Regions from separate parts of the Mus musculus genome. Here regions 1, 3, 4 and 5 are each linked to region 2. A link is a contact called in public Hi-C and promoter capture Hi-C data. All regions are on one chromosome and are shown on one strand. Each heading gives the region's core, a stretch centred on a gene start, on an enhancer-like site or on the middle of the called end of the contact. The rest is flanking DNA. Distances are from core to core; before and after follow the strand shown. Region 1 holds the start of M6pr (mannose-6-phosphate receptor, cation dependent). Region 2 holds the start of Itfg2 (integrin alpha FG-GAP repeat containing 2). Region 3 holds the start of Foxj2 (forkhead box J2). Region 4 holds the start of Ddx47 (DEAD box helicase 47). Region 5 holds the start of Lockd (lncRNA downstream of Cdkn1b).

Evidence for each region. Promoter capture Hi-C pulls out the DNA fragments that hold promoters and counts their contacts. A called contact is a pair of places that touch in the nucleus more often than the background predicts.
Region 1: a contact with region 2 is called in a Hi-C map of CD4 T cells, with 3 times the contacts expected there. The contact joins the promoter of M6pr here to the promoter of Itfg2 in region 2. A contact is called at or near these places in 1 of 39 promoter capture datasets (cranial neural crest) and 1 of 484 Hi-C or Micro-C datasets (CD4 T cells).
Region 3: a contact with region 2 is called in a promoter capture Hi-C map of cranial neural crest. The contact joins the promoter of Foxj2 here to the promoter of Itfg2 in region 2.
Region 4: a promoter capture Hi-C map of pre-B cells shows a contact between it and region 2. The contact joins the promoter of Ddx47 here to the promoter of Itfg2 in region 2. A contact is called at or near these places in 2 of 39 promoter capture datasets (frontonasal cranial neural crest and pre-B cells) and 1 of 484 Hi-C or Micro-C datasets (the G1E-ER4 cell line).
Region 5: a promoter capture Hi-C map of second pharyngeal arch cranial neural crest shows a contact between it and region 2. The contact joins the promoter of Lockd here to the promoter of Itfg2 in region 2. A contact is called at or near these places in 2 of 39 promoter capture datasets (pre-B cells and second pharyngeal arch cranial neural crest) and 1 of 484 Hi-C or Micro-C datasets (B cells).

What each region holds. Positions count from the first base shown.
Region 1 is chr6:122,305,162-122,310,907 of GRCm38.p6, forward strand. It overlaps M6pr (mannose-6-phosphate receptor, cation dependent), which reads left to right and starts at 3,559. Exons shown (of 7, transcript NM_010749.7): 1 at 3,559-4,005.
Region 2 is chr6:128,421,559-128,426,839 of GRCm38.p6, forward strand. It overlaps Itfg2 (integrin alpha FG-GAP repeat containing 2), which reads right to left and starts at 3,352. Exons shown (of 12, transcript NM_133927.1): 1 at 3,160-3,352. The coding sequence starts at 3,255.
Region 3 is chr6:122,818,491-122,824,361 of GRCm38.p6, forward strand. It overlaps Foxj2 (forkhead box J2), which reads left to right and starts at 1,694. Exons shown (of 11, transcript NM_021899.3): 1 at 1,694-2,480.
Region 4 is chr6:135,008,000-135,013,161 of GRCm38.p6, forward strand. It overlaps Ddx47 (DEAD box helicase 47), which reads left to right and starts at 3,613. Exons shown (of 12, transcript NM_026360.3): 1 at 3,613-3,729; 2 at 4,303-4,396. The coding sequence starts at 3,643.
Region 5 is chr6:134,926,349-134,931,576 of GRCm38.p6, forward strand. Lockd (lncRNA downstream of Cdkn1b) reads left to right here and starts at 2,744. Exons shown (of 2, transcript NR_037956.1): 1 at 2,744-2,937.

The DNA.
Region 1 (5,746 bases), core at 2,309-4,808, 6.1 Mb before region 2:
ACTTCCTACAGGAGGATATTGACGTCTGTACCGAAACCCCAGGCTGGGGAAAGAATAGGCCGCAGGGGAGAATCTGATGATATTGTTTTGCTAAATGGTAGCGCTGCCAAACTGCCTTCTAAATAGTTATGTTTCGATTCACAGATCTGAGCTGTTCCCAGCCTTAGTCAAAGAAGCTTCCTGTTGCAGGTAGTAGAGGTCAATGCAGAGACTCGTAACTATTCAAAATGCTAAGACCGAATAAGTGACTGAATGCCCGGTAACAAGTGGGACATCTTTGTCAAGCCCTGCCTCAAGGAACATTTCAGGAGATAGAAGTGGAAAGAAGGGGAGGAGCGTGGCTGTTTATAATGCATGCCTTTAATCCCAGTACTTGAGAGGCAGAGGCAGGAAATTATCTATGCGTTTGAGGCCAGCCGGATCTACAGAGTGAGTTCCAAGACGACAAAAGCTACATAGGGAAACCGTGGTTTTTGTTTGTTTTTGTTTTTGTTTTTGTTTTTGAGACAGGGTTTTTCTGTATAGCCCTGGCTGTCCTGGAACTCACTTTGTAGACCAGGCTGGCCTCAAACTCAGAAATCCACCTGCCTCTGCCTCCCGAGTGCTGGGATTAAAGGCGTACGCCACCATGCCCGGCCGGGAAACCGTGTCTTGAAAAGTAAAAACAAAACAAGCAACAACACAGAAATCAGGTTCAGCCAGATCCCAGCAGCTGCAGGGGCTCAGGTCTTCAGTGGCTCTTTCTGTCTCCCTTTCATTTCCGGAACCATGGCCTCTGCTCTGACTGTCTTCAAGGTGTTCAATGACATGAAAGTTCGCAAATCTTCAACACCAGAAGTGAAGAAACGCAAGAAGGCGGTGCTCTTTTGCCTGAGTGAGGACAAGAAGAACATCATCCTGGAGGAAGGCAAGGAGATCCTGGCAGGAGATGTGGGGCAGACTGTGGACAACCCCTAACCACTGTGGTCAAGACGCTGCCAGACACGAACTGCTGCTATGCACTCTATGATTCAAGCTATGAGACCAGAGGGAAAGGAGGGCAGCACAGAAGGAGGAGGGACAAATAACACCAAGGCTTTCTGATAAACCCTCATGTAATCTTATTATTTAATATTTACCTAAAATTATACACAATGCACACACACATTCACAAATAATATATATATATATATATATATATATATACATATATCACACTATGTATATGAAAGTTATGCCACTTGAGCTGAACACGCTTCCCACAAGAACCACAGACTAACAAAACCCCCAGTGGAAAGCATGCGATGTCTCTAAAATGGTTGGTCAGGGCAGTCCAAGTGACCCTTAAAGCAACATAGACAATGGCTACTGCCTTCGGTTGCCTCTCAGAGGTCAAAGGTAAGCTCCTCTTGCTGAAGACACAGCACATCTAGGATACAGGGCTCAGACTGTATGAGCTCGATCTAACCCGAAAGCCGCATTCCTGCAGTATAGCTTCCAAGGTACCAGAAAATACTCTACAAGGTGCCAGAGAAGGGGCAATTCATAGTCCTACCCAGCTGTGGTACCTATAAATCGCAATGGCCAGCATAGCAAGACATCCATAAAGGTACAGTAGATGTCCCTCATATGTTGGTGGTAACCAGCGGCTGTCTGGTTGGACTTAAGGCCCACTCAGCAGGAGGAAAATTATACCTGGTACTAGAAATCTAACTTCCCAGGGCTGGTAGGATCTTAGAAGAAAATGTACTACCAATTTGCAAGGTCAGCATAATTCCTAACTGCATTCGAAATCATATCCTTAGGCCCACAGATAAGTGTAATTTCACCATATATCAAATAAGCATTTGTTTACAGCAAATGGAGACCATTGTAGCTGGTCTTTGCGACTTTGTGGGTTCTTCTTTCCTCCACCCTTCTCTCCCTCTCTTCCACTCCTTCAACATCCTAATATAGATAGGAGGGAAAAAAAGGATAGAGGGGAGAGAGGAAAGGAATGAGATCTCTGAAATCTAATTTCCCTTCTTGTTTCTTCTTTGAGCACAACTACTAACAAACCGTAACCACCACCACCACCCCCAATGATCAACAACCACCCCTGCCTCTCTGCACATACCCTCTGAAAAGTTCTCAGAATTCCAAATACCACCACAGAAACTATCAAACATATTTGCCTTGTGCTCTAGCAGGGACTAGCAAAAACCACGTCCCCTGTCAGAGCACAAGGCAAATATCATAGCCAGCTGTTGTGGACAATCTGAAGCAGCCCCAAATCCCACACCTGGGATCAAAATGGAAATATGTTCTTAAAATTGTTTTCTGTGTTAAAGAAGCCAAAATTCCAAAATTCTCACTACAGACCATCACAGAAAACCATGACAGGACACGGTGCAGAGATCAGCAGGTGGTGAGGGGCCTAGCCACAGTGGCTACCTCTACATCACAGCTCCTGCATCTATGACTCAGGACACATAAAAAAAGAGGGGGGCTGGAAAAACCGTAAGAGCTGCAATACCAGGATGTCTGGTGTGAAACAGTCTCATAGAAATGGTGGCAAAAACAAGATCTAAACAATGGCGATATCAATATGCTAACAGAGAAGTGAGGCTATGCCATACAAAGTGATCATCCTTGAAATCATGTACATACAAACATAAACAGATTCAGCAGGTTGTAGTGTATCTATGCAAATATTTGTAACTATAACAATTAAAGAAGATGAGACCATCAGTCTGAGTGGGGGACATGGGGAGAGCTGGGTGAAGGGGCCTTCGAAAGAAATGGAAGAAGGAAAAAGTCAGAAGAAGGGGAAGTAATTATACTTTAATTAAAATGTATTAAAACTTTTAAGTTAACTTTTTTAAAAAGTATAGGACACTACGGTGTTAGCAGTTTAAGCACAGTTCTACCTCTGACATGAATCCCTATCTAAGCAGAGTGAGGGAGGTGCATGCAAAAGCACGTGAGAGTAAAAGGGGCATGAGCAGCTAAAGCCAAAAGAAACTTCAGAGGAAGAAATGAGTAACCTGGAGAGCGAATCCAGGAAGCCGCAATTGTTTCAAACCAAGCTCTAAGAACAACTAGGGCTTGAGAAGTGGATAATAAATCCAAGGAGTCTTCAAATGACCTTACCAAAGGCACAAAGACACGGGTCCCCCCAAACTGAAGTACAGGCTAGAGGGCCGGCACACATAGGGCAGGCGCCTTTGATATATGCCTTTGACAGTATGCTTATCTAGCAAGATGCCACAATAGGAAAATTCATTGCCCAGGTAACAGTAACAATAGTTATGTCCCGAAAGAATTAGAAAATTCTGAACAAAGAAAATCAAGACAGGCAGGACCTATAACATTCCACTGTCTGGGTAGCAGAGTCAACTGCAAACCAGAAGCGAGCCCAGCCGACTGATGGCTAAACAGCGCCTCACAGAGGCCACCAAGGTAGCAGAAGAGTCCTAGAAACTACAACTCCCAGAGAGCTTCGGGCGAGGGAACTACAACTCCCAGCAAGCCCAAGGAGCGACACTCTTTGTAGTTCCACAGATCGCCCTCACGTACTGTCTTCAGACCTATTGGGACACCTGGCGCATGACCCCGCGTGGATGAGGAGCGCCCGCCCAGAGTCCCTGGAGGCGGAGCTCGAACCTCATTGGTAGAAAGGCGACCCGAAAAGAAGAAACTGATCTTGACAATCTCCGAGTGATTGGAGTTGATGGGACCGGGGAACAGCGAACTAGGCTGCTGACCAATCAGCGTCCAAAAGAGAGACCAGGGAACCAAGGTTCTGCGGTCACACGCCGCGGAGTCTAGTGGGAGGAGCAGTTGCTCAGCAGGCTCTCGCTGCTTCCTGTTTCCGGCTTCTGGAGCGGGGCGCATTGAGGCGCCTAGGGAAGCGCTGGCTTCAGAGAGGAATCGAGGGACTGGGGTCTGCGCCCCCGCACCCCTGATCTCCGGACGCGTCTTCCAACCTCAGAGACACATTCTTGGGGGCTTCTGAGCCGCGGTTGCTCTGTTTTCCCGTGACACGTGAGTGTTGGGGGCGTGGAGGAAGCGGGCTGGGGTCCTCGCACACCTCTGTACTGAAGGAGGTGCGGACCAGGACTCTCGCTTGGCCGTGGTTCTGGCTGGAGATCCTGCTAGGGAGCCCTAGGGAGGACTTGAGGCAAAAGGCATGAGAACGGAGAACGCCAGACTTCTAGGAGTGAGGAAGAGGAGTTCCAAGATCAGAGAGGGATTTGAGATGTTTTGAAGGTTGGAAAAGGAAAGTGCTCATGTGTGAAGTGTTAACTGGATTCTTGTAGAGAGAATTTTGACCTGTATCGTGGGAGTAAAGTGGCGTCATGGCGTCATTTGGGGGTAAGGTATGACTTTGAGTAGATAGAAGGCGAGAATTTCCAGACTCCTGGAAGAAGTTCGAGGAAGGTCTGTTAGCATGGTGTGGAAAAGAGTGACAAGAGTGTCTTGTGTTTCTGTGGAGACTTTGAAGCACAGAACTACCTCCTTGGGGCACTTTAAACATTGGGCCTTTCTGCCAGTTGAGACTGATCTTAAACGTGTTGGCTGCAATGAACCAGGAGGAAGAAAATAAAGCCCTCCATTAGAAAATGGAAAACGGCCATGAGTGGAAAAATGCGTGCAGGGCTGAATGAGGTCAGCAGTTTCCCAACCCCTAACTTAGTCACTCGGCGTCCTATAGAGAATGTTTCAGCATTGCCACTAGATCTGTCTCTATAGAATAAGAAAGGGGAATTCTCAAGAGCCTAAGATCCTGTTTTACAGCGTCTGAGAGTTATAAGTGCTTGCACTCTGGGGATCTCTTTGGACCATGCTAAATAGGAACTGCCCAGCTTTCAGTTTTATCCTGCTCTCTATTTGGGCCTGTATTTATCAGAAGTTTGACCACAAATGCCTTCATGGCATTAAGTCATCCAGGTTGATTTAATATTTGTGTAGCCTAGGACAAGTAACTCAGTGAGCAACTCTAAGCGTCAGACCCCTCATCTTTTCTAGGCTGTGTAACTAACACAATGCAGGCATAGCATTTCAAACATACACCACACTGAATCAAGGAGAAGCAGCTCAAAATTAGACTCAAATCTTAAGCTGGGAGAAGTGTAAAGTTATTCTTCTACTAACTTTTTGAACGTTTAAGCAAATGACAAACAGTTCCACTCATCCAGTGCCTACCGTGGCTTGTTTTAATTTTTTCATCCTGTCCCAATTTTGTGAAATTCTTTGCCCTAATTTGGGAAGAGAAAGCAGCAACAGTTAACAAATGAGGAAATAACTTGGAGGCCAGAGTGCACAGCATTCATTCTGTGAGAGCATCCCTCCAGGATATGTCCTGGGGAGCAAGCGCCTCAGAGCCCAGAATGTTACTTTTTTTAAATTAAATCCTGAGAGAACTTGCAGAAAATGGCACCGAGTAGGTTAACAGAGGAGCTCTAGGTGAGGTGACCGGTTGAGCAATAGCTGAGCTCAGGGGAGGGGAGAGCTTAAACCTGGGCTCCTTGTTACAGTTAACTTCCAACTTCCTGGTCTGTTTTAAAAAGGAGAAAGGCAGCTCTGGGTTGGCTCCCTTCTGGATAGATGACTCTGGAGCCATCCATCTTACTCCATTAGCTGTGTCAGTGGCATTTGTTCTGTTTGTCCTGTAATTTTTACTTGTGAAACAGAGACCGTTAAGTTTAATACATGGTTTGGAGAGGATTGACTAGTTAATGTCTGGTAGCATTTCAGAGAGTGCCTGGCTGAAGGCTGTCCCTCT
Region 2 (5,281 bases), core at 2,102-4,601:
TTCAAAGAACTTTAGGCTAAGGGTTTATCAAATTGAAATCAGTCTTTGTCTCCATTCCCAAAGCTCCAATTGTCTGGGGACTACTAATCATATTTTATTGGTAGTGTTGAGACAGTGTTTCACTCTGTAGCCTTGGGTGGCCTAGAATCTGCTGTGTAGAGCAGGCTGAACTGGCAGTGGCACTCCTGCCTCTGCCTCTTTAGTGCTGGGATTACAGACATGTACCATCATGCTTAGCTACAATCCCCACAACACCCCCTCTTTGAGAATGGCTGTGGGGAAAGAATGCAAGGCCGCACACGTTCTAGATTAGTGCCCTTCCACTGGGCTACACTCTCAGACTATAACTGCACTTATATGGACCATGTGGTACAACTGATCACTTGTTAACTAGTCAATTTTCTCAACCTCTTCCATGCCCCCACCCCATGCAAAGTTCTTCAGGTGGCTTTGAAACAATCACATTTGCTTTGTCTTTTAAAATAGCACTGGATCAACACCTCCACTATATGGTAATATTTTGGTAATATATGGTAATATTTTGCTTTTCATACTTGCCTTTAATAACAAGTTTAAATCAAAAACCCAAGTTTGATCCCTGGACAGAATCCATGTGGTTGGTGGATGAGAGAACCAACTCCTATAAATTGTCCTTTGACCTCTACACCTGTCCTGTGGCTGTGAGCGTGTGTATGTATATGTGTGTGTGCTTGCCCTGTCACTTAAACATGCAAATAAAGCAAGCGTAATTTACAAATTATTGAGTATGGGGGATGAAACGGTTCAGAGAGGGGCTTAGTGGTTTAGAACTCTTACTAGTTTGCTCCCCAACATCCACATGACAGCTCACAACTATTTGTGCCTTCAGAGTTCCCATTTTAGACAAACAAAATAAGGAAAGCATAAATGACAGTTGAACCTCTCTCTGTATCTGTGGGGCATTGATCATAGGAACTCTGTGAATACTCAAATCAAGTGCCTTATATCAAACCATACAGTAGCATTTACACATTATCTCAACTACATTTTAGTTCTTTTTTTTTTTTTTTCTTTTTTGGTTTTTCAAGACATGGTTTCTGGGTAGCTCTGGCTGTCCTAGAACTGGCTCTGTAGATGAGACTAGACTAGAACTCAGATATCTGCCTGCCCTTGCTTTCCGAATGCTGGGACGAAAGACATGCATCATCCCATCCAGCTTAATTCTTATTCTTTTATTTATTTTTGTGGTACTGAGAATTCAATCCAGGGCTTTGTTCATAGTCAGGCAAGTGTTTGGTAGCTACATCCCCAGGCTGCTACCATATACTTTAAATCGTCTCAAGGGCTAAATACAGACCCATACTGCATATACTTTGGTCAGTGGTAGGCTCCATATATCAGGATAAATACATTCAGGTTTGTGTAAGCATACACTATAATGTTAGGACAGGGGGCTGGTGAGATGGCTCAATGGGTAAGAGCACTGGCTGCTCTTCTGAAGGTCCTGAGTTCAAATCCCAGCAACCACATGGTGGCTCACAATCACCTGTAATGAGATCTGACGCCCTCTTCTGGTGCATCTTAAGTCAGCTACAGTGAACTTATGTATAATAATAAATGAAGCTTTGGGCTGGAGCAAGCAGGGACTGAGCAAGCTGAGTTGACCAGAGCGAGCAGAGGTCCTAAAATTCAATCCCCAACAACCACATGAAGGCTCACAACCATCTGTACAGCTACAGTGTACTCACATACATAGAATCAATCAATCAATCAATCAATATTTTAAAAAAATGTTAGGACAGCAAAGTAACCCAATAATGCATCCCTCAAAGTATCCACCGTTAGGTTATGCAGGACTGAAGCTGCTGTGCTGTGCTGTTTAGGTAATGGTGTCAAGAAATGAAATCTGAAAGCTGGGTGTGGTGGCGCACACCTTTAATCCCAGCACTGGGGAGGCAGAGGCAGGCGGATTTCTGAGTTCGAGGCCAGCCTGGTCTACAAAGTGAGTTCCAGGACAGCCAGGGCCATACAGAGAAACCCTGTCTCGAAAAAACCAAAAAAAAAAAAAAAAAAAAAAAGAAAGAAAGAAAGAAAGAAAGAAATCTGAACATACTAGGTACAGTCCCATTTTTTTTTTTTTTTAATATTTCCTATGGTAGGCCTGGCGGCGGGGGTGGGGTGGGGCTGCTAATACTGTTAACACTAACAGTTCCAGAGCCTTAACTGTGTGCCTGTCATCGTTCTACCTGCTTAATGTGCATTTATTTATTTAAATGACGAGAAAAGCATCAACTGCCTAGGAAAGAAAAAAAGTAGGTAGAAATTGCTTTTGTATTTCAACGAAGAGGTAACACTACAAAGTCGCCAGACACCTGAGTCAATTCTGGGTAGGCACAGTAGAAGCCTCGCATGGTCCACACTGATTATGGGGTATCTGCGGTAGGTTGGAGGCAGCAGAGATATCTACCGGTTAATTCCAGTGTAGGAGCAATACAACAGTGTGGCAATAGCAGCCAAGAGTGTGGGCAAGCATGGTAGCATGGGGAATGGGGGGGGGGGGAGGGAAAGCTATAGGTAGAGGGATATTATTAAATGCAATTTACAGGTTAAAAAATGGGCTTTGAAATGTAAAGATGTTTTGCAAGGGAATTGCGGCTACGAAAGGAAATAACGCGGGAAACAGGCTTTTACAACCTCCTATCCTGACAATCACTGAACTGTGCAAGAGAACCAACAACCTGTCTTCTTAAAATTAATGATAAAAAAATAAAATATGGCTGGAGTGATGACTCAGCGATAGGACATTAGCTCTTCCAGAGGAATGGGGTTTAATCCCCAGCAGTGGCAGCTCACAAATGTCTCTAACGCCAGTTCTAGGGGACCCAGCGTTCCTCTTCTGGCTTTTACGGGCACTGCTCACACACGGTACACAGACACACATGCAAGCAAAACACTCTACACATAAATTTTAAAGCTAAAACAAAAAATAACTACTAGAGGCTCTGGCCCAACTAAGCCTCCTGCAGTGACGGTCTCAGAGCGATACTGTCAATCAAAATTTTCTGTTCCGCACGCCATGTTGACTCCAGTGCGCAAGCGCACAACACGCCATCGTGTCGTTCCCACCACCCCCATCTCGCTCCGCCCAAATGCAGTGGTTTGCAGTGCGCATGCACTCACCGCGTCGTTATCCACGTCTCCGAGGCAGATGGCGTGCGGGAAGAGACTCCCGCTGAAATCCAGCGCCACGCGCTGCACATAACTAACCGACCTCATGGCACTCTGGAGGGCTGAGGTGCCGGGCCACTGCACCAAAACGACCCCCGAGCCCTCAGGACAGCCGTGCACGCGTGTCAGGCCACCGAACCGGAAGTCTACGTCACCGCTTAAGCCTTGAGTTCCGGCTTTCTTCCCCTAACCTTAGGGGAGGAGGCGGGCCTTCCGTGCCAGGAGCTGACTTGATACCTGGGGCTTGACCTTTTTCTCTGAGGGGGATTCAGACCATCCCTCGGGTCATAGTAATAGCCGTCATAATTAACAGCTTTGTTTTCCAACAATTTTTATGAAATTCCCTAATGGAGTTGTCAACGCAATGTAGTGGATTACAACCCACGTTAAAAAAAAAACAAAAACAAAACTTAAGGGGCCAAAAATAGAGCTCAGCAATTAAGAGCACTGGCTGCTTGCTCTTGTAGAGGACCCTGGGAAGATTCCTAGCCCCGACATGGTGCTCGCACCCATCCATCTGTAATTCCAGTTCTAAGAAGTCCGACGCCAGACAACCTCTTCTGGCTTCCCAGGCACCTAGGTGATGCACACATACACATGTAGCAGGAGAGCCACCACAAAGATTTTAAAAATATGAAAACAGACAAAGAGAAAAAGATCTAAGTAGTAAATCGTGTTATTTTGTTAAAGCCTTGTTTTGGGGATATATATATATATATATATATACCCTGGATTATAATGAAAAAATTATGCTGTGTACTTTATGGGCAGCAGTTTGAAAAATACCTATTGCAAAGCACACCTTACATGTATTATTTAATCAGCAAAATTATGTAAGCTTTATTGTTTCTTCAGGTGAGGAAACCATGTTCATCAAGATTGAGTAACTTTGCAGAAAGTGGTAGACGTGAGATTCAAACCAAGATGTCTGATGTAAAATGTTAGAGCTCTTTTGTCACTATTGCAGTTCCCATGGAAGTGAAGGCTGCTGGGATTCTGGACCCGAGGCATGATGTAGCCCCACCCCAGCACAAAGAGACCTGTTTCTAGTGGCCTTACTCTAGTTTAGGTGGGGCCATTATTCTCATGACTGGGGCTGCTTGGGATACTTTCCCTGATAAACCAGGTTCTGCCTTTCTTCTGAGATGTGATCAAGGCAACAGGAGTGTTAGTTAAACTACATGTGGTAGTGCTCGCCTGTAATTCTAGCACCTGGGAGGCAGAGGCAGGAGGATCAAGAGATCAGTATCAGCCTTGGCTGTGTAATTCTATGTCAGCTTTGGTTACATGAGACCCCATCTCCAACAAAAAGTCAATAAAAACAAAAGACACTCGATAGAAATTCCTGTAGTCCTGGCGCTAGGGACGCAGAGGCAGCAGTTCAGGATTATTGTCAATCACATGCAGTCTGAGGCCAGCCTGAAACACACTGAGACTCTCTTAAGGAGGAAAACCCTTTAGTTTTACATGTGCAAGCTAATCTACATTTGGCTTCTCATCTTAGGGGGTGCTGGACCAGAGATGTCCTACGTTCTATGTCAAAGGTGGTGAAAGAAGTCTGAGATGAGAGACCTTTCTACCCTAGAGGAAAGGATGGATTTGGTTTTCGTGGCTCTGACAGCTCAAAGTAGAAAGGAAAAAGGCACTGCAGATCCATTCCCAGTTACCAGTCCCTGTTACTGGTAGTGAGCTGTGGGGATGGCTACAACCCTTAGAAGGTCTAAGTCACCTGGGTATACCCGGTGCTATAAACTCACCTGCTGTCATCTCGTTCTATTAGGGAGAAAACAGAACCAAACTTAAAGTGTTTGTGCTTGAATATAACCAGCAATTTATGTTTCGTTGTACTTAGCTGCTTTCTCTTTTTAGCTTTCTAAATACAGCTGTAAGATAAATACTTAATTCTTGGGAGTAGAGAATCAGCCACTTCTCTCATTGTCCACTCTGCTCTGACCCAAGTCTTTGAAATCACATCCTGACCCAGAACTCCACAATGCCTTTCTTTCTTTCTTTTTTTTTTTTTTGGTTCGTCTTTTGAGACAGGGTTTCTCTGTGTAATCCTGGAATTAGCTCT
Region 3 (5,871 bases), core at 444-2,943, 5.6 Mb before region 2:
TGAAATCAAGATCCTCCTCTAGCTGCCCTTGAACTCAAGATACTCACAAGTGGGTGCCACTAGGCTGGAGGAAATGAATCTTTTCACATGGATACTGGAAGTGTGGGGAGGGAAGAGGCTTTGTTAGGGGGCTCACTGACTGGCAATTTGAGAATGACATGTTTTCCCAGTTTAAGCCAACAATGTACTAGAGGTTTAGACCCTGGCTCTAAGGCCATTTGGGTTCAACACCTGACACAAAGTAACACTACGAATTGCATAATGGTGCGAATTACATGAACTCAGACACAAACAATATCTTCAAGCTGTAGTTACACTCTAAAGGCCTGATACTGCTGCATGGAATTGCCAGTAAGAATCAAGTGTGATAACACACGGAGAGTGTGAAGCCTTAATGCAGACGTTGTATGTGTAATGTGGTTATATGTACAAGAATGTAAGTAAATGGCAGTAGGCATATATTTAGCCAGAAGACAAATGACATCTCTTTCTACAGGGAGTCATCAAACTGTCATCTTTTTGAGCAATTCAAATATCAAGTGAACAATTTCTTTTGTCTTATCATTTTATAATAGAACACAATTGGAGAAAAGTAAGCCAGAGGGTGATATACCTAAGAGTTTGTACTGGAATAGCATGACTGGGGAGGTAAGAGATGGGCTAACCTGGTTCTATTTCCTGTCCCAGGATGGAGATTATTCTGTAAGAAGTAGAGGGATGTGCTGAGAGCCCATTCTATCTCCCTGTGGCACTCAGGATAACATAGTCTATAGAAATGTCACTTGACTTTAGCACAAAGGTAAAAAAAAATGACATTTTATAAGGGAAATGAATAATCATGCTTTGAACCCTTTGTGTACTAGACCATTTTAAAAAGCAACTCGTAAATCATTTCCTTTGGTGACTGCGACATCCATATTAGTAGGCAGGCCAGAGTATCATAGTCCCTTCTTCACAGGCTATGCTTCCAGAAACTAGGGCCTTGCACAAGTTTGCAGAGCCGAAACTAACACAAGACCCCATTTCCCGATGCTCATTTCTCTATAACAGACTCATTTATCTTTTTATACATCCTCGATCCAATCTTTCACTGACCTCCAGGATAAGAGTAAACTTTAACTTCACGCCCGGCCCTATAACCCTTTATAAGCTGTCTGGAAGAGAAAGAGAGGAGCCATCAAATGCGTTTCTGAGAAAACTGGGAATACTTGTCTTAGGCGTAGACCACAGCACAATGAGAGGTGTGTGTGGCCCTTAGCGTGGACGCTGGCATCGCCAGTGCCCGGGACGGAGGGTCGGCGACCCGTGGGCTGCGGGGCTCCGCGCTCCTCCTTAACCCGCGCCGGGAGGCGGCGGCCGCGGCGGCGGGAGGGGGAGGGGCGCGGAGCGCGGCGCCGAGGCCGGGGAGGAGCCGGGGCCTGCAGCGGAGCTGAGCCGAGCCCGAGCCGAGCCCCGACGCGCTCCGTCCGCCTGCCGGCTCCTGGCTGCCCCGACCGGTCGGAGCCTCAGAGGTGGCAGCGCGGGGAGCCCCACGCTCCGGGAAGCGCGGCGGACGGGGGACGTGACCCGGGAGGCGCTGCCGCCCGGCAGCGGGTGACGGGAGCCCGGACCGCGGCCTCCGGGACCCTGCTGTCCAGGCCGGCCGGCCAGGCGGGCGGGAGCCGGAGTGCGAGGACCCCACCCTCGGGACACCCTGTGCCGGGACCTGCTCCCTCTCCCTTGGGAGGGAGGACCCTCCCTACTCCCCGGACAGCCAGAAGAGATCGCCGCAGGGCACGCGGCTGTCCCTCCCACGGTGGCTCCAGCGGAGACCCCCAGAAGTCGGGAAGGGTAGTGAGACCTGAAGGACCCGGAGTGAGACCTCCCTCACGCCTCAGCGCACTCCAGACAGTTTGGGACTTTTGAGGCAGAGAGAAAGGGAGCCATGCCTGTGGAGTAGGCACCCCGCATCCCACCCGGGACTCACCGCGGAGAGGCGTCCTGATACGCACAAGCCAGGACCCTCCAGGGAACCGCCAGGAATTGGTTCCAGTTTGCTGGAGAGTAGAAGACCTCGCCCCTCAACTTCCGTGCACCTAGACAGTGGACCGGGGCAGAGCCCCTCCACTCAGATCTCCAACTGACAGAAAGAGCCCTCAGCCCCTGAAAGATCCAGTTTGGGGGGGGAGGGGGATTCCCCCAAAGGGGAGGAGACAACTCCTGGCTGGGAGAGGCTCCTCCCCTCCTCCCTAGGGTAGCAGGCAGGGGGTGGGGGGTGTGCCATCTTCCCCAGGTAGGTCCTCCCTCTCCCCCTCCTCCTCCTTCGACTCCTCTTCCTCAGGGGACTCAGTTCCCTGCTCCAGCCTGGGAGGCTCCGCCAGGCACTGGAAGAGTCACTGAGGATGCCACCTGTCACCTGCCTCTGAAGAGGGGAATCCCTGCAACCTCAAACTTCTGTACCAGGTGGTTTCCTCCAGCGGCGGGGGGAGCCTTGGAGACAGGTTAGTGCTTTCCGTTCTGTAGTCTTTAGACACCAGGAGGTGTGGGGAGCGGAAATGGTGGAGCTTAGGGTTCATTCGAAGGGAAGAAGAAAGACCCCTGGGAAATGTCTTCCGATGGAACTTTTGCACTGGAACCCACATGTTGCTTCAGAGACTCTGAGAAATGGCCTTTTAAGATTTTGGAGTCCAAAGGGTTGGGTCATTTGCAGCCCCTAGAGAAGTTGATGCTTTGGACTGAGAACAGACAACAGGTGCGTTTTCAGGACGCCATGGTGTTAGTAACTCAGGACACAGCACAGTCAGAATCCCACAGCACTGTCCATCTTTGGGTCTTGTCCTCTGGTGACTGGACCTGCAGTAAATGACCTGCAGTCGTGGGGGCATTTTATGGATTGTATTGTATCGTCCAGGGCATGCCTAAGTCAGTTTAATATTCAACAGACGTCTTCTTTCCAGTCTATTACAATGACTGCTTGCCTGACTGGCGACAGGTCCCCGCCCACTCTGTCTTGGATACCAGGAGGGAGGCCCCTTTTGACAACCCTACTTCAGGCTGGATATCTGCCTCTCTGTGTAAAATCCAAAGGGAAATGCGAATGCACATGTCCTGGAATGAGAAGGAACTGTCAGGGCAATGCACCTTGGTGGGCTGGAGTCTTCCTAGATACCAAATCTGCCTTAGTCCCCTCATGTGTCCTGCCATTCGCTGGAAAAATCAGCTGAATGGAGGAAGAGAAGAAGGTGCTTCCTAGCTTCCTTCCACCCGTCCCTCTATCTTCATGAGCTGTCCACCAGGGAGGTCTGACCTCTGAGGAGTTTATTTTAGAGTTTCCTCCAGGAAAACACCTACTGGTCTCATCATCTCTCTTCTTGCTTTTTCGTTTAGTTCTGGGTCCCAGGAACCTTGTGTTGAAAATTTTCTTCAAAATCAAAAATCTTTAGAAAGAGCAGGAGAAAACGTGCTAAGAAATCTTCCTGGTTGAGCCAGAGTGGCATTTGTAGCAGAGCTCTGATTTTTCACCCGAGGTCACTAGCTCGAGACCTGCACTTCCTGTCTGGTGGTTGGACCATGCCTCGTCTTCTGTGTGGAGCTTCCTCCCCTTAGGTTTTCAGTCTCTGCCTCCCTATACGGGCCATGGGTGGCTTGCCTGTGTTATCCAAGTCTTTGCCTGTCCACTAGATCCTTGGAAGATACCTGTCGTGGTGATGCGCCGAAACAGGACTGTGGTCCACAGGTTCAATGGCTGGCCTGTAGAATGATGTACATGTTCCCCAGTGGGAATGACTGTGGCTTGCTGTCTGGGTTTTGAGTATGTACATGGAGAAGACTATCCTGGCGGTTTTTTTAGACTGTGCTTTGATCCCTTAGAATCATTTCTGGCAGGCCTGGAGAAGCAGGAGACTCTCTGCCAAAACCAAGAAGAGATGAGCGTGCAGACAACCAGTTGGGAGAAAGCCTAGCTTTCCCCCTCACCCACCAGGGGGAATTCCCGTGACCCCCTCCTGAAGTCACCCCAAGCTGCTTGGCAGGCCTTTCCCAGGTTGGACCTGTTTTCTTCCAGGACTGGTAGGAAAGTTTCATCGTGGGTGCCTCCAGTCTTAAAAGATGACGGTCCTGTCCTTAACTTCCAGGTCTAGAACCGCCTCTCCCACTTTTGAAAGAGGTGTGCCAGCCGTGGCAGTGGTCTGTTCCTTACAAAGCACTTTATCAGATGCTAGAGTGCAGCTTCTGAGGGGCACAGTGTGGGCTGTGGTGTCGCTGCTCCAGGCAGACTGCTCCATTCAGCTGGCTCTGCTGGGACAAGTTCCGTAACTCTCATGCCTCTCAGTAGTCAGTGAGGGGCTGCTTGCATTAACTGTGCTTTGGAGTGTATTGTTTTCTAGGGACGGTATCTTATGACTGCACCAAAATCCCCTGAAAGACAGGTGACTATTTTCCCCTTTTCTACGTCCTCTGAGGCTTCCCGATCGCAGTCAGTACTGGGCGGATGAACTCAAGGGAAATGTTTGAAATTCTGACGTTCTGACAGCCACTGCAGGCTTGTTTCAGACTCGGCAATATGATCACCGCATGTCTGATGCTGTCTCTGCGATCTGCTATAATTTTCTTTTTGACGTTCTCTTCTTTTCTTGAAAGATTTATTTCTCTTGCATTTTATGTATATATGAGTATTTTCTCTGTGCATAGGCACACCAGAAGAGGGCATCAGATCTCATGGGACTAAGGTTACAGATGGATGTGAGCCGCCATGTGGGTGCTGGGAATTGAATTCAAGTCTTCTGGAAGAGCAGCCAGTGTCCCTAACTGCTGAGCCATCTCTCTGGGACCTATTCTCTTTCCATTGAAACATTTTGGTGTTGGGCAGTGAACTGTGGGCTGCACCTGCACCTTACACACACTGAGCCATACATACAGATGACTGATAGTCTTTTTTCTTCATTCAAAAACAAAGGTATACTTACTAAGTGCTTTAAACATACTAAAAATATTAGCTAAGCCTCACAGCTCTTGTAGGAACAGTTAACCTTCATTTAAAAGAATTCTAAGCTGGGTGGTGGTGGCATACTCTTTTAATCCTAGCACTTGGAGGCAAAAGCAGGTGGATCTCTGAGGTCAGGGCCAGCCTGGTCTACATAGTGGGTTGCAGGACATCTGTGTAGCCAGGGCTACATAGAGAAACCCTGTCTCAAAACCAACAACAACAACAACAATTTTTTTTTTTTAAAAACTTTTTAGATTGTTTTTGTGTGTGAGTAATAGTGTCTCACTATATAGCCATGGCTGGCCTTAGCTCAGGCTGGCTCAAACTCATGGCAGTCTTCCTGCTTTAGCCTCCCAGAGTGCTACCAGAACAAACTTGTGTCACTATAGCTAACTTGTTAGAATTTTTATTTTATTTTTACAGAGATAGAAATTAAGATACCGAGAAGCTAAAATGACTCCTCTATGAGAGCTGAGTTGAAAGCCAGGCAGCCTGGCCGATCATGAGGGAGGCTGTTAGTTTTGGCATGATGTGCCGCTCAGGAGGTTCACTCCTGGGTACCAGACTTGGGTACCATGTGGAGAACAGTTACTAGCTGTTCGGGTAACATGGGCAGTAAACAGTGCAGGTTCTCGAGGATCTCACAGGTCCCGTCCCATTGGCTGCTCATGCCGCAAGAAGACTGTGTTTGGCTCTGTTTTGTTTGCTGCCTTCCCACAGCACTGTAGTCGTCATTAGCTGTCCCGTGGATGTGATGGAGTCTGCCCTTTGGCTGCCTTTCCCAGATTCTGTGTGTTTCCTTCCAGCTTGCAGAGAAGAATGTGGCCTGACTCAGGTTCTGCCCAGGCCAGTGGCACGAGGCCCACCTGGAGAGAGAGGTCTGGGTAACTAGGTTGGCTGGCCCGAGA
Region 4 (5,162 bases), core at 2,363-4,862, 6.6 Mb after region 2:
CTGGTTTTAAAGGCAGGCAGTACCAGGCCCAGTTTATTTCTTTTGAGACAGAGTCTCTCTATATAGGCTGGCCTTGAACACATGATCTTTCTGCCTCTGCCTCTCAAGAACTGGGAATACAGGCATGAACGTGGAGTTTTTACGGAGTTTTATCAACAGCAAGTAAATCAGTTCTCTTAAAGCAGCAGTCAGTGTTATCCAGGAGTCAGGGGCCAGGTGAGGAAGGGTAAGATGGGGTGAAGATAGGAAAGCTTGTTTTCTGCACCTGTGATGCCACAAGCCCAGCATCTTATACTATTCATAGGTGTTAAGGCAGCAGCCAGTTTTCAGACATCTCATGAGTGCTCGTTTCCTTTTCTGTGACTTGAAATTTGGGGACCTTTCAATGATGCATCTAAGTTGACAGCCTGTCCACTTGTTCCCACTAGGGCCTCTGGGCTCTGTGACACCTCAGCTGCCCTCTGTTCTCACTTCCCTGTTCCATTCTCTTGAAGGAAATCCAAGTTCATCCAGAGAAAATGTAACTGCTATGGTGGCTCCCTCTTGGTTTGTGGAGAAGAATTTGATTAGTAGAATTCCGAGTGTAGCTGGGCAGATGGAAGCTGGTCTTGATAATGTAAAGGTGACTTCAGAAAGCTTACTGGTGTTGCATGTGATGGCCTTTGATCCTAGCACTAGGGAGGTCTCTGTGAATTATCTGCAAGTTTAAGGGCAGTTTGGTCTATAGAGTGAGTGTTAGGATAGCTAGAACTATCTAGAGTGAGACTCTATCAGACACACACACACACAGAGAGTCAGAGAGACAGAGAGAGACACACACACAGAGACATACACAGAGAGAGAGACAGAGAGAGAATAAAGGAAAAAGTAAGGTCATGTGTTGGGACCTCAAGTAGGTTGGATTCTGGACTTGTTTCTTATCACATTGCTTCATGATCCTGGACACAGCTCTTTTCCTATGAGACTCAAGTTCTTCGCTGGTCAAGTAAGAAGAATGACTTCCTTAGCGGGTCTGTGTAACAGTGACAAGAGGTGGGAAGGACCTCACTATAGTGGAGATCAGACTTTTTTCAGGACAAGTCAACTCCTCCTTCCAAGAGTGTGTTTCACATACAGGGACACTTTAAATGGCCTAGTTCCCAGGCATGGTGGTGCACACTTGTCCTCTCTGCCTTTGGAAGGTGGAGGCAGGAGGATCAAGAGCTTAAGGTCAGCCTCTGATACACAGGGAATTTGAGGCAGAACATACTGTGCTACATGAGATGCTGGAGAAAATAAAATAAAATAAAATAAAATAAAGTAAAATAAAATAAATAGAAGGTAGTTACAGGAAGGGCAAAATAGAGAGCCAGAATGCCTTTGGCTTTCTGCCAGCCAACCGTGTGCTATGACTGTCTGGTAGAATCCATGTTGGGATGGCCTATTTTATACAGAAGGCGCTTTCCTTTTTTTAACTTGGAGTGAAATGTAAGAAAAACAAACAAACCAAACCAAAGGACGCAGACTATTCTTCAGGAATGTGCGGAGAAAAAAACCCATCACTTTCTAAAGCAGTGGTTCTCAACCCTATGTCTCTGGGTTGAACGACCTTCTCACAGGGGTCACGTATCAGATATCCTGCATATCAGATATCCTGCATATCAGATATCCTGCATATCAGATATCCTGCATATCAGATATCCTGCATATCAGATATTTACAATTCATAACAGTAGTGAAATTACAGTTATGAAGTAGCAATGAAATAGTTTTATGTTTTGGGGTTACCACAACAGGAGGAACTGTATTAAAGGGTCGTAGCATCAGGAAGGCTGAGAACCACTGATAAAGAAACAGTCAGAGAAATCCCTCTGGTCTGCCATGGTTTCCAACCCCAACGCTTTGCTGAGTTTCACTTCACCCAGGTGGCACATACTTAACATCCATTTTGTCTCTAGAGTCAGGGAAACAAAGACCGCCTCTTGTCTCTGAGGCAGTCTCCTTTCCCAGTTTCTTTTCTGAAGACCAGCATCATGGTGAATGAGAGCAATGGTTTTTGTTTGTTTTTCCAGACAGGGTTTTTCTGTATAGCCCTGGGTGTCCTGGAACTCACTCTGTAGACCAGGGTAGCCTTGAACTCAGAGATTTGCCTGCCCCTGCCTCCCAAGCTCTGTGATTAAGGGAGTGTACCACCATAGTCCCCTCCCTTGGCTTTTTCTATTTATTCTTTTATCTTCTGTCATTTTGTTTCTGAATTCCGACTTGTGCATTTTATCTTAATTCCCCTCCCTCCACAGGCAATCATCACAAACCTCTTCAAGTGTAGTTTCTGCTTCTCTGTGTTTTAGTAGAAGGTTGTTACATCCATCCATACACACTTGTAATATAACACACATATAATATATATTTGAAACAGGGTCTTACCAAGTAACCCTGACTGTTCTGGAACTTGCTATGTAGACCGGGCAGGCCTCCACTTCACAGAGATTCACCTGCCTCTGTCTCCTGAGTGATGGGATTAAAGGCATGGGCCACCACTCCCAATCTTAGTTATATTATATTTAAATCTATGGCCTTTCCCACAACAGCCTCAGGACTTGGAGCCCTAAATACTCTTAAGGGTATGTTTGACATGCGCTGCGCACATTTTAACAACACACTCTGCCAGAGAAAGGGATACCACGAAGAAAAGCATAGCAGATTGTCTCTAATGCCTCAGTTTCAGAAAGTGTGCCCCACACATTGAGAATGCCAATGCCTCCCCACTAGGGTACACTTGCAGGCACAGGGCATGTAACATACATTGTACCTCACTAGCTTAAGTGGTGGCAGTTCAGATATCTCACGGGTCTCAGGAATTTTGTATTCACAGATCTGCCAGTTTTTTGTTTGTTTGTTTGTTTTTTCGAGACAGGGTTTCAGAAATCTGCCTGCCTCTGCCTCCCAAGCGCTGGGATTAAAGGCGTGTGCCACCACGCTCGGCTCAGATCTGCCAGTCTTGAATAGGTGTCCCCTGAACTCAGAACGGCCTTTCTGGTATCAGTAAGGTCCCAGCTCAAATATCACTGCCTCAGAGACACCTTCTCAGTCTTGCAGCAATCCTGACAATTCTTTCTCCCAAAGCTTTGCTCCCCTATTTTTATGTAGCACTTTTCATAATTCAAAGTGGCCCATTATTACCTATGTATTGTTTGCCTTCTCTTTGCAGTGGAAGTTGATACTGTCCTGCTCTATCATTAGACACCTAGCACAGTCCAAGCATATGGCAGGCTGTCAGTTGTCAAATATATGAAGTAATGAATAAATAGTATCGTGATGTCCATGTGTTTACATTTCTATAGTTAGAAAAGTGATAAGCCAAAGGGAAGACAGCCAAGGCCCTGGAAGGCCGAAGTTGCAGAATGAAATCCTGCCTCAAGAAACCAATTTAAAAAAATAAAAAATAGGGCAGATACCCAAAGGGCAGCAAGAAGGGATCGTCTCAGTTCCTTAGGCACACAGGCTTCCAGCCATTGCTGTTCTTCCAAGTCCCTCCTGTGTGGGGCGCTGCCACGCCAGACCCGCCAGCAGGAGGCGTTCAGAACCTACACTCTAGGAAAGTAATCGCCTACATTTCCCAGCACGCCTTGCGCCTCGGCCCCACTTCCGGAGCCCACGAGCAAGATGGCGGCGGACGAGGAACCCGATTCCCCCTCTGGAGCCCTTCAGACAGCTGCGGAAGAGGAGGAAACGAAAACATTTAAAGACCTGGTGAGAATGGGTGATGCTGGTATTTATTTTGTGATGTTGGCGTTTAGGCTCACCCAGGGTTTGGGTACTTCATATCCCAGCCGGTGGTGTGTAAAAACACCTTGGGGCCTAGCTCATGCTATCTTCAGGCTGTCAGAAACTCGGGGTCTCTTCACGCTCCCTCGGGTGCATTTGCCTTGTAGGATGCCGCTGGGTCGTGAGAGCCCCCGTTTGTTTTTCTCCCCAGTTACTGTAGAGCCTTATGTTATCTAGGGTCACGCGTGACCTCCTTACAAGAGGCAAGTTGTTATGGTGTGCGCCTCACTTTATACACGTGAGGCACTTGGTAGAATAATAGCTAGCCACTGGTCGGAACTGATTTGACGGGTTAAATGAGATAATACATGCAAAGAGTTGACAGCAGCCCCTGGTGAAGAGAAATTGTCTCAAGGCGCTGTCCCATAGTGTTCATATAAAGCAGGGTCTGAGATGTACAGTTATGTAAAGTGCAAAGGGCTACGTATCACCAGGAGGATGGCTCTGATAAAGGTGAGGATGTATTCTTTGCTAAAGTATGGTTTTCTGAATTCAAAGGGTGTTACGGATGTATTGTGTGAAGCTTGTGACCAGTTGGGATGGGCAAAGCCCACCAAGATCCAGATCGAAGCTATTCCTTTGGCCTTGCAAGGTAGGTTGGAATTAAATATGCAGGCTAGTACAGAGCCAGTGTGGCATTATATTCAGTTTTTGTGTTGCTTCTAAGAGCTATTGCTGTCAAATTCCAAGTGAAATAAAGATATAATCTCTCCCTGGGTATGGCAGGACTACTTGAGTTCTTAACACCGAGGAGGCAGAGACCTTGCTTCAAATAAATATAAAGCCAGGTGTGATCACGGTGGCACAAGCCTGTACCATTTGGGAGGTAGACACTGACGTTAATGAATGGTGGGACGACAGTTTTAAACCCCTAGAGCACTCTACTGTCTGAATTTGCATGGCAGATCCTGACTGTTAGCTCTAAGAGATGAGAATTAAGAATCCATACAATGGACCATCAAGAGACCCATAATTAGCCTCCAAACGATGACACCATTGCATACACTAGCAAGCGTTTGGTGCAAGGACCGTGATATAGCCGTCTCTTGTGAGACTATGCCGGGGCCTAGCAAACACATAGGTGGATGCTCAGAGTCAGCTATTGGATGGATCACAGGACCCCCAATGGAGGAGCTAGAGAAAGTATACAAGGAGCTAAAGAGATCTGCAACCCTGTAGGTGCAACATTATGAACTAACCAGTACCCCGGAGCTCTTGACTCTAGCTGCATATGTATCAAAAGATGCCGTAGTCGGCCATCACTGGAAAGAGAGGCCCACTGGACAGGCAAACTTTATATGCCCCAGTACAGGGGAACGCCAGGGCCAAAAAATGGGAATGGGTGGGTAGGGGAGTGG
Region 5 (5,228 bases), core at 1,494-3,993, 6.5 Mb after region 2:
AAATACTACCATTTATATCACCATACCCAAAGGGGATTATAAACAAGGTAGTTCTAGCATTTTTTACTAGGGTTTTTATTTGTTCTTTTGTTTTCTTTCTTTTTTTAAAATAAAGCAAAAGTTGGTTTTTCTTCCTGTGCGGGATGGGAAAATGGATCTTTTGGTCGCTGGGCCAAGTCCTTCAAGTAGGTATTATTTTAATTAAAGACTAAAGGTGTTTTTGTGGTTCTGTTTAAAACATAATATAAAGGGCGGCTTGCAGGAGGACCAAGAGTCAGAAAGTCAATCCAAGTTGGGAAAACACCTCTGTTACTGCACAAACCTCATTTTCCTTTCATAGCTTTTTTTTTTTTAATACGAATTTTGAGAGATTGCATTTTAGGAATGGTGGACCGGGAAGAGGTGGATGCTCTCTGCGCCAGGCACGTCCACAGGAACGCATCCCCCCCGCCCAAGTCACTGTGCCCTCCATCCTCCGAACGCCTGTGTCAAGCCTCCACATACAATCTGGTGGTTCAAATGGTCCTTTTCCCGGAACCTGGACTCCTGCGCCCGCCGCGAACGTCCCTTTGCGGGTTTGCGGCCGCCGGCGTCAGCTACCCGCTACCCCACTACCCTGGTCACGGCCCGGTAGTCTCCCCAACTGTCCCGCAGCCCCGATCCCGCCCGCTCACTGTGGCAACTGCTGGTCGGGCTGGCTGGCGCCTCAAGACCAAAAGTCTTTAATGTCGCCGGCTACTTGCAAGTCCCGCACTGCCAGGGTGGCTGCGCGCAGTTCCCGCGCCCCGGGCGCCCGCAGGCCGCAAAAAAGCGGCCGCGCCTCTATCCGCGCAGCCGGGCTGGGTTACTTCTTAGAAACCTTTCTTCCTCACCATCGATCCTCCAGACGAAGAAAATCACTATGGAAGGCCCACGACCCTTCCCAGAGGACACCCCGCCGCTCACTGAGTTCTGGGGGACTTGCCCGAAGGGACCAATTTCCCGGAGTTCGTGGACCCTCCAGGGCAGCAGCCCGCTCCCACCCCTACCGCAGGGCTCCAATGATCCGCAGCCCCGCGGATTTCGAAAGCCTTCCCGGCTCGCTGGCGGCTAAGCGACCGTCACCAATGCGCGCCTAACTGTGGAGAACCACTGCCGCTTTCGGTGATCAGCCCTGCCCTTCACCCTGCTTGCAAAGTGCCCCCCACCTTTGCATCCTTGGCTGTCCAGAACCGCAGACCTGGGCAAGGAAGAACTGGGGGAAATAAGGATTTGGGGAGGGGGCTGTGATGGGTTAGATTGGGGGACTATGGACATTCACTAGTGGGAGGGAGCAAGCAGTCGGCCTTTCAAGCCACTGTGTGCCCACCACCCTGGCTGCACTGAGCGACCTTTCCTGGGAGCCAGAGAATTGCCTTCGCCATTACACCATCATCACCAGAAAACACGATTGCTCGTCTAGCGCTTTGAACTAAAAGGTGTTTTGTTTAGAAGTCCACTTAGGATCCCTGATCTGTTTTTCAGAGCATGGATTCTTTTTCATTTGCCATCTTTCACCTGAGCCACACCCTACTCCTGCCCCCCCCTTTCCTGGCTTTAAAAAATAATAAAATTAAAGCAAAAAAGAAACCTTGCAAACGACACTGAGGGGTAAAAAGGCCATGGATCCTACTTAGAAACCTATGGGGTCGTCTCCCTGATTTCACTCGCGTGGGGTTGTAATAGGGTGGGGTCAGCCACAGGCGGATCCCGGAGAACCGAAAGTGCACTTATTTCCACGTACACTCAAGTCTCAAGTCCCTCGGGCCTCCATCCAAGTCACAGACTTATCATGCATAAGGACTCAGCAGAGGTAGGAACCAGAAATTAGGAAATCTTAAAAAATAAAACAAAAGAAAAACCCCTTATCCATGCTTTGGGCGCGAAACCTCGACGCGCCTCTAAAAGGAACGTTAAGAAAAAGGCCGGGAGAAGGGCGCGCGGTTCGGGCGCCGGCCGGGGGATTGCATCATTTGCGGCTCCCCCTCCAGAACCCGGACTGAGAACCGCAGCCACCATCATGGCGCTCGGGTCGGGACGCGGGAAGCGCGTCCAGGCCGCGGCCAGCGAGCTTAGAAGCGTTTGCAAACTTGTTACTTGGCGGCGGAGCGCCGGTCTCTGGCCCCCTCCTTCCCTTTGTGTGCGTGTGCATGTGCGTGCGTACGTGTGTTTGCGTGTGCGCGTGTGTGATGTGTGCATATAAAGCGAGAAGTTGAAGTTTCTCCCTCTGGCCTTCCCCAAACCCCCCCTCCCTCGTCCCGAGCTGGTGGTTGTAAACTTGATTGGCATTGGCTGCGCCCACTGACCCCTGCACCGAGTCCACTGAAGATTTAAGGTGGATCTGCGAGGCTGCAGCTGCAGGCGGAGCCTCGCGCTTAACTGAGTTTTGGAAGAAAAAAAAAAAAAGCCTAAACCGTGCGCCTGCTGCGTTTTACGAATCCTTCGGTCCACAGGTCCGCGGGTCCCCGCCCAGCCCGCCGCGCTTCCCCCGCCCACCTTCCCCTGCTTCCCCATTGGCTCGCGCCTGCAGTTTGAATTTTTTTTTTTTTTTTTTTGGATGCTTGTTTTCTTGTTAAAAAAAAAAAATTACCGTACGGTAGATCATGTGATGAGACTTAGTTGGGGAGTCTGAGGTGGGGTGTTTTAGCTGGTTTGATTGCAGGTAGTAGGGAGTAGGATGGGTGGAGCTTTCTGTTCCAAAAGTTGCCCCCCCCCCGCCCCGCCCGCAAGTGCCGTTGACAGAATGCAGGCGGGAAGCTTCAGTTTGGGTAGAGATGTAGCATCAAACATTCACGGATGTCCAGGGAGCACGGGCACACAGGCTGCTGGCCAGAGGTACTAGGAAGGTACAGGCGGGAGTTCGACGAGGACGCACCTTCCCCTGTCTTGGAAAGGTAGACTTGGGGAGGGCGGGAGCGGGTAGTTATCCTAGAAATGAATATTACCCGTCATAGGAATAAACCAACCAAATACAAGGTGTGGCTATAGACTCTATATAGAGCAAAAGAGGTGTTATTTCTGGGGTTAGAGTGTCAAAATCCATCAGGACAAAGGCAGTCGGTGTCATTTTCTTCCTTTTTAACCTTAAAGGGGGGGGGGAACCTGTCTGTTTTCCAGGTTTGGTTCCCCACCCCCCCTTGTGAGGATGAGAAGGGGACATAAAGTCCCCTTTTGATTTCTGGGTCAGGAAACTCATTGGAAAGAGTTTGTTAAGATCTAGGAGGATTCAATTAGTAGAACAGGTCTAATACAAGTGATGGCTTTTATTAATTAGGATCCAACTATGTTTTTCTTTGCAGTGAAGCTTTTAAAACGTCATAATAATTAAACAGTAGTCCTAGATCAGTCTTTCTCTTTATCAGGGACATCTCATATGTATACCTTTCTTTGCCTTTGCCTTTTTTTTTTCTTCCCTTTTTCTTTCCTTAAAATAATTTCTCCTGATATCTCCTTTCAGTCTGTTTTAGCCAGAAGCCCAGCCTTAGCCTCCATTGGCCCCTGAACCAGTATGCCATGTTCTTAGTTTTTTAGCTGTCTAGTTCTGACCTTACCTCTCCCAGTCCACTAAGCTCCTTGACCCCGTCCATAAACCAACATGTTTGAGCTGCTCTCCAGGCTGTATTCATGGACTCTGTTAGAGGCTCAGTGCTTACCTCTGCCTTTCAGAGGACACATCCGATCAGAATGAGCAGTCCATGAGGAAAACCACATCCCTGGAAGGAGGAAGCTAGTCTCAGAAACAGGTCTTCATCTTGAGTGTGAGCCAAGCAGGGATTTGGATGGTCCCCGGACAGGGGTGTCATAGATAAAGATTCAGATAGCACGTGACTGTGAAAACAGGCTTGGAAACTTGGGCTTGGCATGGTGGAGCACACCTGTAATCTGAGCACTTGGGAGCTGGAGGCAGGAGGATCAGGAGTTCAAGGCCTGCTTAGGATACTGAGAGACTTTGCAGTCAGCCTGGGCTGCATATAACCCTCCCTACCTCGAATATACCAACAAGCGTACAAACAAAGGAGGTCATAAATAAAACCCCACTGGACATGGTGGTGTACAGCTTTAATCCCAGTACTCGTGAGGCAGAGGCAGATGGATCTCTATGAGTCCCAGGTCAAAAATAAATGCATTACTACTAATAATGGCTCCCCTCCCTCTTTCTCCCTCCCTCTACTTCTTGCTGGTCTTGAACTTGATGTGTCTGACGTAATCTCTTAACCAGATGGGACTGTAGGCACGTGCTACTGTATCCACCCTAACTTTTCATACTAAAGTGAAGCCTTTACATTTAGGCTCTGGAACAGCTAAATAGAAATCTATGGACATCTAGGTCTTGGGGGTGGGGAGGGGGAGGTTAAGTGTTTTCCGTGTGAGCATGACGACCCGGGTTTGGATTCCCGGAACTTATATAAAAAGCCAGCAATGGCAGTGCACGTTTTTAATCCCAGGGCTGGTGAGTGGAGAGAGAAAAAGTAGATTCCTGGGTTCTAGTGGCCAGCCATTCTAGCTAAAAAAATGGAGGGCCATAAGAGATGCCAGTGAGGACCCCCGCCTCCACATAGGTACACCCCATGCATGACACATGCGTGCACACAAAAGAAATCTACTAGCTAAGGTAACCTTTAAACAGTACTAGGTGGGAGCCAAATAATTGGGGTATGTACTGCTGACGGTGGTCCCAGACACAGAACAGAGCAGAAAAAGTTCTGCATATTGAAATATCATAGCACTGTGCACTGTCCACACGTTTGCGGCGTTCCTGGCGCAGACAAGCCAAGGGTGCTGTCAACTGTGTAAGAGTACAGCCATCCAATTATGTACAATACTCGATAATAATAAATTAACTTTAAAAGAGTTCTTTTCTGGTCTCTGATCCTTCAGAGTCATCAAAGGAGAGAGCAATTCTATGCATGTCACTGCCCCTAACTTTTACCTTCCGGGGAAGACAGGATACAAGGTAGATGTCGTTGTACTGTTTTTGTTTTCCACTGCCTGGCTAGAAGCCAGAGCCTTGTGCATGGTAGGTGAGCATACTAAAATTGAGTGAATCTTAGGCTAGCCTTGAATATAAGGTGTAACTACACCTACAACTTCAAGTAGTCTTCCTTCTTCTGCCATCCCTCCCCCCAGGAGCTTGAATTACAGTTGTACACCACCACACCTGGCTCAGGTAATAATAAGCTAGATCCCACTAGGCTAATACATAGGTTTGG